Linked DNA regions of Mus musculus: region 2 is linked to region 1. The links are chromatin contacts, called in public HiChIP or PLAC-seq maps. All regions are on one chromosome and are shown on one strand. The core of a region is the stretch at or near the end of the contact, and the rest is flanking DNA. Distances in the headings are between cores, read along the strand shown. Region 1 overlaps Gm38631 (a long non-coding RNA gene). Region 2 has its middle 65 kb from the start of Scg2.

Region 1 (6,130 bases), core at 2,779-5,278:
AGGATGTCTTATCCTCTGGGTCTGGAGTTACAGGGGATTGTGAGCTGCTCTTTGAGGATACGAGAGACAAAACTCAGGACCTCTGGACGAGCAGGAAGAGCTCTAAACTGCTGAGCCATCTCTCCAGCTCTCCCTGCCCCACGCTTTTGAGTCAGGGTCTTTGTAGTTTAGGATGGCCTTGCACTTGCTGTGTAACCGAGTATGAGGGGAACTCCTGATCTCCTCCCTCCAACCTCTTACACGTTTGTCCCCCATTCTTATTTTCTTAATGCAGTGCGGGGGATTGGACCCAGGGCTTCCAGAACGCTAGGCACACCCTCCACCAACTGAGCTGTATCTCTAGCCCTCATTGCTTCACATCTTAGGATGATTTTCCTTTACTCTTTTAAGGTCTTGGTTGTTTTTGTTTTATTTATTTGTGGTTCAGGGTTTCCCAAGTAGCTCAGGCTAGCATAGAACTTGCCCTGTAGCCTGGGGGTTCTGCTTCATTCTTAAGGTCTTTTTAATTTTTTATTTTTGTCTAAAACCAAACCAAACCAACAACGACGACAACAACACTATGTATCCTTCAAGAGCCAACATAAACAGTACCACCGCCAAGAAGCCTTTATTGAGGACGCTATAAAGAATTAAAAGCGTTTTCACTGCACTCCCACAATACCTTTCTCCAATCTGTCTGAAAACCGTGAGACACCCAAATTATTATAACACCCAGAGTTGAGCAGAGATACCATCTGCACGGGCTGGCATGGAGTTGGTGCCCGGGAGTTACTGAAGGCGGGAGCACTCGCACACCGCCTAAGACAAGCTGTAAGCACAAGCACTGGCTTACTTCTTCGACAAGGAAGTGCGCTTGTTTTTCCCCTCCAGAGGACGATTTTTCCATCTACTTTGGTGAGGATGGACAGAAGGCTAAGAACAGGAAAGGAGAGATGAGCTTGGGGAAGTGAGAAGAGTAGAGCACAGAGGGGGATGAGGGACGGTGGAGGTAAAAAGAAACAGATACAAGGCATCACTCTCAGTAATAGTCCTTCAGGCTCGGAACCAGAGAGAGAAAAAAAATCCCGATGCGTTTTCAGGAACAAGCTGCGGTTCTGTCAATCACTGCATCCAAGGCAGAGAACGTGCGAGGTCTCCACGTACAAAGTTCAGAGGAAACTCAGGGCTCCCGCTCCGACCCGTCTGCATTCTGCTTATTTCCTTTTCTTTTCTCCCTCCAGCACTTCCGAACCTTCCCTTCCAGCCCAAGCATCCTCCAGGGCTCATTCAGCCTTCCATTGGTCCCAATGCAAACGCTTGATTTTCTTCCACTGAAAGCTGGGTAGCCATATGGGACAGTATTGGCTTCCTCGAGGCACCACACCACCAAGTCCATTTCTGAGGCCAAATGGGCCACAGTGCTGTTTACCTTTTTAAATGAGCGTTAGCCCAGGGATGAGAGTTAGTGCTGTGTCCTCCAACCCTTCAGGCACAATGGGTCACACTCTGGCCCAGAGAAGAAAAGGTCACGGTGGAGGCCAGAACTGACGGAGCCTGCCTGTTCCCATCAACATTTACCTCCTCAGGAAATGTGCTTCAATATTCAGCTCTAAAAGCTGATGCTGCCTCCATCCCAAGGAGATTCTGTCTGTGGAGGAGCTAAGGGCTTAGACTCACACCTCTTCTCTGGTCTGCAATATTAGCACAATGGCCTTGTTGTCAGGCAGGTAATCCCAAAGGATCAGAGATGAGAAAGAGTTCTCATCCCCCACTTTGGTGGATGTGAGAACTGGTCCCCAAGGTAATCTAAACTAGGTTTGGACAGAGGAATGAGAGAGTTAATTGGAAGTGTGGCTTGTGGGGTAAAGCATTTCTAAGATGAGGAGCTGGTGGGAAGTAACGGTTAACCAAGGGCTGCTGGGGAGATGGTGGAAGCGGTGCGCAGGGGGCACTTTCAGCCGTGTTTGGCTGTGGGTAAGCAGTGGCTCTGTCATATGCTTGCCTTCTCTCAGTTGTCACAGGCCTCTACTTCACTCTAGTGTTGACCTTAGTGAGGTTGTCCTGATTTACCTGCCTTAGAAATGGGTTGAGTTCTCGCTTACTAAGGGACGATCCAGTTTGAGTATAAAACAGTTCAAATGCATAGTTTATCACAGGGTTGGAAGTCTCTTAGTAGTGGGACATTCTGAGAAGATAACATTCTACTTTTCTCAACTAGATAGCTAAAGGTAGAAAAAAAAAAAAGAAATCATAGTTTCTTGGACATCAGTGCTTCAGAAACTAGGATTTGGTAAATGCACACATGAGCGCACACACACACACATATGCAAACATGATTCTGTACACATGCCAACACTCACACATATATATACTTCAACACACATACAAATATACAGACACACAATAACATAACACGCACCAAAACTTATACATACCAACATGGACACAGTTAGACACACACCAACACAAGTATACATATACCAACACATATACACACGTGCACATACACACACACACACACACACACACACACTCACACTCACACACACTGTAGTAGCATATACTTAAATACTTATGAGTTTATGATAACAGTGAACCTGGAGGAAAACTAGGCAGTGTTTTACTCATTCATTGGCTGTTTCAAGCATCCCAGTTTCCCCACTGGGGGCTGAAATACAGCAAGAAGTCAGAAGGTCTCTGACTCTATAGGCTATGACAAGTACAACTAAAATATAAGCAAAATGTGAAAATCTTTAGTATCCCTGCCACACATTAAAAAAAACCATTTTTAATTGATTCTTTGTGAGTTTCACATCATGCATCCCAGTCCCTCTTATCCCCCCCATGCCCTCATATCCACCACTCACCCTTGCAACCTCCCCCCACAAATAAAACACAAACAACAATAACAAAAGCATAGAAAACTCTCATTGTGAAAGCTACAGTATGTCACAGTGTGTCCCACAGTATATCCCTGTGACCACACATCTTCACTTGCAGATGTTCATTGCAATGAGTCACTGGTCTGGTTCGAGATCTCTGACTTCTGTGACACCATCAATATTGGATCCTCACAGGGACTCCTCCCAGTTCTCCTGTTGTTGGCCTCTGTCATGGAGATCCTGCAGCTTTGGAACGGCAGGACTGGCCCTTTCATGTGTCTCAACTGATGATAGAGATTTTGGGGTGGGCCAATTCAGAGCCCTGGACCTAGACTTGGTTGGTAGCTGAGCTGGTCAGCCTTAACACCAGGGCAAGCTCTCTAGCACTGCTCTGGCTAGGCCACTCAATGTAGCTCTCCTGCTTTCATGCCCTCGAGGCTGGTTCACCACCCATGCCTCCAGAGACGACTCCACTATACTATACTATACTATACTATACTATACTATACTATACTATACTATACTATACTATACTATACTACCCAGGGTTTCAAGTGCTGCAGCCTGACACAGGCAGGGCCAGCTCTCTTGTTCTTATGCCCTTGGGCCTGGCTCACCAGTGCCTTTGCTACCAGGCTCTCCTGTGCTGCTCAGATGGGGTGCAGGGCCTGCTCTCCTGAGTGCCCTGCAAACACATTACAATCCGATTTCCCTTCTTTTTTTTTTTTTGTTTTGCCACGGTGTAGGTTTTGAGAACACAGCTGTCCCAGAACAGGTGCAAGAAAAGCTACAGTCAAGGATGCATTCCAATGTTGACTCATCTCTTCCAGACACCTATGTAAGCTAACAGGCTACGGAGAACTTCTGTTTCCACAATCTCAGCACTAAGAAGCTGCTGTCTCTCCTCATCATCAAGGCTGCTCTGTGGATCCTATCTGTGGCAGTGCCAGGAAGCTTTTGGCAGGCCTTTTGCCCAGGAGCGTTCCAGGCTGTCTGTCTGAAGTCCATGGGGTGAAGTGGTGAGACCACCTGGTCAGAGGCAGCCTGCTGGGCCTCAGCGTGGAATCCTGGCTTCCCTCTATCATGTTTACAGAGCCGTGTCTGTCTGCTCAGCCTCCTATGAGATGAGAATACCAGGCAGTCCTTAGTCACTCAGCAGTGAGTTCTGGTAATTTTCCTCTGGGAGAAAGAGGGCTGGTTGCCAGCCTTAGATTGTGTTCCCTCTGCTATCCTCTCTGCTGTCAGCTGATGAAATAGGACTTTTGATTTCCTCTTCTGTATATTCTCTGACACAGAGGCACTGGGGAAAGCAGGCTAGAGACTGCTACTATGTTAGGGCTGCTGAGAAATATTCACAGAAAAAAAAAGAGTTAGACTCACTAGATACTGAGAACACAGGCACACAAATATACTAATGCTTATGAAGATGTTTTGCATATGTGCATTTGTGTAGTCTTCTCCCCAAAGGATTGCAATGGTTAGGAAGAAAAGAGTAACAGCTCCTCCTTGTTATCTTTATTTTTCTGTATCAAAAACAACAACATCATGGAGATCATGGGGAGAAAAAAGATTGTGACCTCAAATGTTTTCTCCTACACATTTGCAGGGCTAGGCTTTATAAGTAACCTGAGATTTTCATCTTTTAAAACAGACTATCAAATAAATTTAATCAATCTTTTATTTATGTATGGGTGGTTTTTCTACATATATACTTGTGCACCATGTGCATGCCTGGAGCCCACAGAGGCTAGAAGAAGGCACTGGATGCCCTGGGACTAGAGTTACAGATGGTTGTGCTCTGCTATGAAAGCTGGAACTTGAACTCTTGTCCTCTGGAGGAGCAGCAAATGTTCTTAACTGCTGAGTCACCTCTCCAGGCTCATCCATTTTATTTTTACGTTTTTAATTTTTATTTCAGAACACTGTGAGTGTCAATTGTCTGGGAAGATGTGATGGGTTCTATGGGTTTAGGATGGCAAGGATGCACACCTTGGCTGGGGTGTTAATCTCCCCAGCTCTAGGCTCATGGTTCTGATGAGACCATTGTCATGGTACCCTGCCTTTCCTCTCATCCCTCTTTCAGGCCACACAGTGATAAGTGGGTTCATACAAGTCCCCATTGTCCTGAGCACTATTGTGGCACATGGGAGAGCCTACAACCTCAGCTACATCCGTGTTTATTGACAGTTGGAGTTTTGAGACAGAATTCTTGCATTTTGGGTCTTAGAACTAGAAGTGAACTAGCCAAAGATCTACTCCTCTGCCATATGGACACAGCCTCTGTCAACCATGAAGAAGAGAACAGATGCAAGAGAGCAGAGGAGCAGACCCCCATCCTCTGTAATTTCTGAGGCAGCTGACAAATCAACTAAAAATTCGCTGTGTCACTGAGAAGGTGAAGCCAAATCTTCCCCATAACAGCCTATTTTAATATCACATCACAGACTAGAGATGAAAGGACAAAAATGGCTCCCTTAGAGAGTTTTTTTTTTTTTTCTTCCAGCATGTGCTTCCAAGGTCTCTGGAACATTGGAAAGGCATCTGGGCAACCCTTAGAGAGTTTTAAATCAGTTTACTAAAGTGTATTTTTGAGAAAGTAAACTGTTTTTATCCTAGCTGTAGAGCTAAGTAGATTTTGGCATACATCTGCTCATGTTACTACCATACAAATTATAATACAGTGCATCTCATCATCCCACCAAATTCCCTTAGGTTCCCTTGCATGCCACAGTTTGCTGGAGTTCAACTCCATGTAGCTATTGATCTTTTTTTTTTTTTTTTTTTTTTTTGTTACCATAGGTTAGGTTGTCTAGCACTATTAATAAATGGTATGATGGTTTGAATAAAAATGACCCCTACAGGCTAATATATCTGAATGCTTAGTCATCAGGGAGTGGGACCATATGAAAGGATTAGAAGGATTAGGAGGTATGACCATGTTGGAGGGAGTGTGTCACTGGGGGTAGGCTCTAAGCTTCAAAAGCCCACACAAGGCTCAGTTACTCCCTTTCTTCCTATGGATCAGAGTGTAGAACTCTCAGCTACTTCTCCAGCTTCCTGTCTGCCTGAGTGCTACCATGCTCCTACCATGATTATAATGGCCTACTGTAAGCAAGCTCCAATAAATGCTTTCTTTTATAAGAGTTCCCTTGCTAACTGAGTCTCTTACAGCAATAGAACAGTGGCTAAGACAAGTGGGATGATTCAATTTGTGCCTTACTCCCCCTCACAAAATATTTCTGAGATTTACTGAAGATGTTCTGTATCTG
Region 2 (6,435 bases), core at 1,815-4,314, 630 kb after region 1:
CATGTGTCTTCTTTAAAATAAGTTGAGGAACCTTCTTTACTAAGGACTTAACAAGCTCTCCAGTGAGAGCATTGGTGAGCTATTTCTCCAGTAATGGAACAAAACTAAAACAATGAACATATGTAGACAGTACTGTGCACTTTCAAAGCTGTCCTGATTGTCCTGCATGTCCCCAGTTTTATTTTCTATGGTTTCATTTGCTTGCAGTCATCTTTGGTATAAAAACACTGGAGGGAAAATTCTGAAAGCAAGCAATGAATAAATTTTACTTGACTTTTATTAGAATATATTATATCATTGCTTCTCGGCCTTTCAGCTAAGATCAAGTATAGAATATTTTATATCATTTCAATGTCAATCGTTATTGCTATTAATAAATTACTGTACATAATTTATAAATTAAACTTTAGTAAAAGCACTGTACTGTGGCTTTTGTGACTTTGATCCTTTATCCCTGAATAGAATGATTCAGAGATGGACTAAAGAATGAACAAACACATGGGCCCATGTACAAGGAAGCTTGGAAAAGGTGGGGTATGCACTCTGATGAAGGGCTCCTAGTCTTCCTGGGCAACAGGAAACCTCAGTATGTTGATTAGATACAGCACAAGAGGAGAGGTTAGTCAGTTTAGGTCTCTAGATGATTGGTCTCATGCTCTAAGCATCCAGGAAGATGAAACTGCAGTTGCAAGTTTTGATACATACTGGTTACTGACCCACACTTGAACGCCAAGGGAAGTTTTGCCTTCCATCGTGAGCCTTGTCCACGTTAGGAATGTCTCTACCAGCTTCCTGTATGTCCCAGACCTTGGTCTTTGTCATGGCTATGCCCATGTTAATATACATTCTGTTGGGACTTCACTGTGGGATTCCTCCAGTCTTTGCACTATTGGGGCTGGCAAGATGACTCAGCAGTTAAGAGACTAAGAGAACATACTACTCTTGCAGAGGACCTGCATTTGATTCCCAGCACCCATTGTAGGCAGCTCACAACAGCCAGTACCTCCAGATCTGGGGAATCCCCTTGTTAAACACTAGATAGTGGTAAGTGATGACTTCTTCAGGAAGTTCTCACTCTCCCACATTCTACTTATCCTCCTTAAATTCTCTGGCTGAAGACCACTTCTTTGTATAATGTCTACACTTTAAAGTACTCTGGGTTCCATTCTGGAAATATCTATATCTTCTCTTACTCTGCAAGTGAGCTCCCCACACTCATACCACTTTCTGGTGTTCTTTTTTGTTTTACACTGCCAATGTCCTTGCTCTTCTCCATCAGTCCCTCCCATGCTACCGTAGCATCTGCCACAAATGACAAGGATGGCCTTCTCTCAGACTTATGTGAGCCACTCTCCAGTTTGCTCACTTGGTTCATGTCTTCTCTCAAGACATGTTGATCTTACAGCACAAGCATGTCTCTAGCTGCATATGTAGCAGAGGATGGCCTAGTCAGCCATCATTGGGAAGAGAGGCCCCTTGGTCTTGCAAACTTTATATGCCCCAGTGCAGGGGAACACCAGGGCCAAGAAGTGGGAGTGGGTGGGTAGGGGAGCAGGGTGGGAGAGGGTATAGGGGACTTTCGGGATAGCATTTGAAATGTAAATGAAGAAAATACCTAATAAAAAAAATTAGAAGAAGAAGAAGAAGAAGAAGAAGAAGAAGAAGAAGAAGAAGAAGAAGAAGAAGAAGAGAGGAGGAGGAGGAGGAGAAGGAGAAAAAGAAGAAGAAAAAGAAGAAGAAGAAGAAGAAGAAGAAGAAGAAGAAGAAGAAGAAGAAGAAGAAGAAGAAGAAGAAAAGACATATTGACTCTGAAAAGCATCCATTGAACTCAGTCCTACTAAAAACAGCATCCCTCTTTCCTCTACTGTATGGTGTGCTCTATTGCTTTGAACCTGTTTCCTCTAAGAAAACTTTATTACCAATAGTTAATGATATGGTAAGTGACCAGTGACTATGGAGCAAATGAGTGAAAATCATGAACCCTCTCGTCCCTAGAAAGAACTTTTCATTGACTATGAAATGGCTTTCAAATGCCCCCTTCAGCTAACGAGTCTTTCTATAATTGGCCATTGCAATTTTCTTTCCCCACTTGATACCAAACTTCTCAACTTGTTTGCTTGCTGAAACCTAAGTCTCTCTCCTTGCAGTAGAACTTCTCATTCCATCCAAACAGGTTTCTCTATCACCTCTTCACCCTATGCACAGCTCAAATGCTCCTCATGTCCACAGACCCTCTCTATTCACTCAGCCCAGGCTCTCTCACAGATGTACTCTTCTGAGCAGCAACTCCCCGTAGTCACTTGTATCATACATGCTCAAAGTTGGAAATATATTTTAATGAGTTTATTAAATGTATTATCACTAAGGTCTACATTAGCCAAGAACCTAACAACTCAACTCTATGGTCATTATTAGTTTCTAGATTGCTCTGTCATTCCAGATTTGCAATCAAGATTTTTTTTCTAAAGACATATCTTTTTCCATCTATACATAAAGCTGCTGGCTCTTATACTCAAAATCCAGTTGAACTAAAAAAAAAAAAAAGATTATAAGCTCTATTTTAAATGAATAAGAAGGTAAATAACAGCATGAGATAGTCATAGAAAGACTAACACCACAAATACAATTATCTGATATTTCTAAGTATTCTGCTTTATCAACTACTTACTCAAGTAAGAGGGCCCATGGCCCATGCAGTTTCAATCTTTACCTATCGCCCTCTTTAAGGAATCCCAAGCCACACACTCAGGTCGTGTCTAACCATCCCAAACATTCCATATGAAGGATAGTGCACTAGCAAACAGTGATGCTTCCAATCTCACAGTCCCTGTGCCATTGGGGAAAGGTGAGCTGAGTGGTTAACTCGGTGAGATTGCTAGTTGGTCCTGCCCTTCACTGACAGAAACAAACCAGGCCAAGTCCCAGGTGACAGCCATTTTCCAAATGAGGCCAAGAATATTTTGAAGTGGTTACAGCTCTGACTGGGGATTTGACTCCTAGAGATGCCACAAAGCTCTTTTTAATATCCTGACATTTCCAGACACAGAGAAAGAATCCGGCTGATGAGTCACCAATATTAATGGGGTTTTGAATCCTGATTGCTGTGGCAGCTGCCTCTCCTTTAGTTATTCAGGGAGGAAAAAAAAGGAATTATCAGGCAAGCTCAGGGGGGAGAAACAGTTTGCTGTCATTCAGTTGCCATTTTTATTATCAGCCCTCAGCCCTTGCTTCATAGGGAAGTCGTTTGTTTCCTTGGCTTGTGTTTGTCTGTTGGTGGTGATAGAAATAATTAATTACAAGACCAAGGGCCTCTCCTCCCATTGATGGCAGGAAGCAGGAGTGGGTGGGCTGGAGAGCAGGGTGGGGGGAGGGTATAGGGGACTTTGGGGATAGCATTTGAAATGTAAATGAAGAAAGTATCTAATAAAATATCTATAAATAAAAATAATAATTATTTAGCTTCTACCTTGGTGAAGCAAGCAGGCTTTCTTTGATGGAAACATCTACAGAGCTCAAATACTGGGGATCTGTTTAATCTTGAGAGGATAAAAGCTTACTTTATATCTGAACACCTTTTGCTTTTCTGGTTCTTACATGTTGTTCTGTCTGCATTCCATGATATAATAAAAGAAAGAGTCAGAGAAGGAAGGAAAGGAAGAGAGATATATTATATTTAGGTGAACCAATTTTTTTTCCCGCAAGCATCCATACAATCTAAGGTGTTCGAATCATCACATTCCTGCTACCTATAAGGTTCTCTGGATGCCAACATCCCAGATGTATTTTAAGAGCTACAGCAGATTGCTGCCAACCAAGGCTTTGAGCTTACAAGCTAGTCAATTCCCTTTTTCACCTCTTGAAAAATATAAGCAGATCTTGTCCCTCTTTCAGATATCTGGAGAGGACTCCTCACCTTTTATGCTTCCTGTGATTTTTCTTTCAACAAAAAGAGCATGAGTCTACGGGGCCCTTTTCCACAAACAGGAAGTTGTAATTAAGACAACAGCAATTCTTGGATGCTTTCTCATGAGTCATGAGGGCCATACCAGGATCTAAATGATTAGTTCTCAACTATCAGTGTACAAGAGGAAATGAAAAGGAAGAAAAGAAAAGAAGAGAGGAGAGGAGAGGAGAGGAGAGGAGAGGAGAGGAGAGGAGAGGAGAGGAGAGGAGAGGAGAGGAGAGGAGAGGAGAGGAGAGGAGAAGAGAAGAGAAGAGAAGAGAAGAGAAGAGAAGAGAAGAGAAGAGAAGAGAAGAGAAGAGAAGAGAAGAGAAGAGAAGAGAAGAGAAAAGAAATTCTCCGAGAGAGTTTGCTTAAGTGTATAACTTGAAAGTAGCTTTGGGATCAGGCCTAGGAATCCGTGGTTTACTGGGGGTGCTGGTGACTCTGAGGAAAATGACCCTTAACCCACATGAATGTGATCATCAATCCCATAGCAGCCTCTAGAGCCGTCCCCACAGTAAAAGATGTCCCACTGCTCAAACAACACTTTGCTAGTTAATCATAAAGCATACTCAGCTCTTACCCGAGAAGGCAGAGGGAACATTATATTGGAAACCCCTGTTAAGGACTATCTGTCTTCACACTGGATCCAAGACACTTCCTTTGAGAGACAACTGTGTGAAGGGTGAATATCTCGGATACTTTATTACCATTCAGTGTGAGCATTTCCTGGGTACAAAAATGATCCTGTTGGAATGTGCAACAACGTACCTTAGGGTTCTTTTTTTTTTTCCAAAGGAAAAATGATCTTTCGAAAGTCTTCTATCATGAACATCTTCAAAATCAATCAGAAACAAGAAACTTGGAGAAGGTAAGTCCTGGCAGGTCCACATCTGGCATGGCCACATGCATCTGAATTTCACTTATGTAATATACTTTCTTCTCTGAATGATGCCAAAGGAAGGGACACGCTTTGAGCAAATGTTCCTGTAATGTTTTCATCAGTTCATACAGCAATGAGGCCATCCTCAGGCACTCAGAAATGTAAGACAATTTCTAATGGAGGGGTAGAAAGAAACCCACAAAATAAGGGAGGTGAGACATGTCGAGCCCTGTGCAACCCAAATACATGCAAAGTCTTGAGCTTTTCTCTCTTGCAGGAGCACAAGGCTACTAAATCATGCCTTTGGGCTCATATACCGCACCTTTTCCCCACTGTAAGCCCTTCATAATAGTAAAACTTCTAGGTCAAGAAAAGCCCTAAGAAAACAGATTTAAAAGGTGGCTAGTTATTGCTTAAGACACAGGTGTCCAAGAAATCTGAGCCATGTTACCAATTCTCTCCTAACACTCTATCAGAAATCATCATGCTAGAGACAGGCTTTCTTTACATGGGTGGTATGCAGCTGCAGGTACCTGGAACTCTACATGATTCTAGATCTAGTATCTCTGATACTAGAAAACAGAGAGCACCTCTTTTCCCACGGTCCACCATGTTAAATGGTAGAGAACATTGATAGCATTAACCACATACTATATTCACACCGGAACAGAAGCTTCAGTTGCAATGTTTATAATTAGACCTTGGATTATGACTTTACCCTTGATAATTTGGAGTTGATGATGCATGGAATAAAATAGATCAAATAAAGGCATAAAGAAAGAACAGAAACTGCCTGGCGCTTCCTTATGCTGGTTTTCTTCTCACTAAAGCCTTCCACGACCCCCTACAGAGTTTTTGCATTCCTCCCCTTCCTATAGGTAGATTTTCTTCAAGACAAGAGATATGTCAAAAACATACAACTCACCTCTCTACTTTGAGAACTTTGGGTCTTGGAAAGAATTTCATGTTCTGGTGGTGGGCAAAGCTACTATGAAAAAGGAATGTCACTTAGCAAGAGGCAGCAAGGTCTGTGGTCTGTCTTCAATCACAGCCCGCACAGGATCCATCACAGCTCTTTCATATGGACTTTAAAAAAATATTAACTGGACCACCCATAGCTCCCAGGGACTAAACCACCAACCAAAGAGTTGGGATATATGTAGGGATCCATAGCTCCAGATACATATGTAGCAGAGGATGGCTTTATCTGGCATCAGTGGGAGGGGAGGTCCTTGATCCTGTGGAGGGTTAATGCCCCAGCATAAGGGGATGCTAGAGCAATGAGGTAGGAGTGGGTGGAGGAGCATCCTCATAGACACAAAGGGGATGGAATGGGCATTTGTGCAGGGGTAACTGGGAAGGGGAATATGGTTTGAAATGTAAATGAATAAAATGATTAATAATAAATATATTAAAATAGCTTTATTAGTATCTAGTTTATAGAGCATGTAATTCATTTCTACTGTAAACTCAATGCATTTTAGTAAATCTCCAGACTTGTACAGCCATCGTTATAATCCAGTGTTTGATCATCTCCATTAGACCCTAAAGCCTGTCTGAAGTCACTCTCACTCCTCTCTCTAGCCTGAAGAGCACAGGTTTATGTTTT

Evidence for each region. HiChIP or PLAC-seq counts read pairs in DNA pulled down with a chosen protein or histone mark.
Region 2: an H3K27ac HiChIP or PLAC-seq map of VIP interneurons shows a contact between it and region 1, with 7 times the contacts expected there. The contact joins two enhancer-like sites. A contact is called at or near these places in 1 of 115 datasets of contacts at active chromatin or transcription factors (VIP interneurons) and 1 of 9 other capture datasets (embryonic stem cells).

What each region holds. Positions count from the first base shown.
Region 1 is chr1:78,741,648-78,747,777 of GRCm38.p6, forward strand. It overlaps Gm38631 (a long non-coding RNA gene), which reads left to right. Exons shown (of 4, transcript XR_865568.1): 4 at 3,608-4,507. Among named protein-coding and RNA genes, the nearest start is that of Gm33693, 3.9 kb to the left of the region's middle. Within about 2 kb of position 4,029, at least 130 of the 459 cell types and tissues checked have an H3K27ac peak or open chromatin away from gene starts, as enhancers often do. A contact at or near this core is called in VIP interneurons, where this site is marked.
Region 2 is chr1:79,371,952-79,378,386 of GRCm38.p6, forward strand. No RefSeq gene overlaps it. Among named protein-coding and RNA genes, the nearest start is that of Scg2, 65 kb to the right of the region's middle. Within about 2 kb of position 3,065, at least 11 of the 459 cell types and tissues checked have an H3K27ac peak or open chromatin away from gene starts, as enhancers often do. A contact at or near this core is called in VIP interneurons, where this site is marked.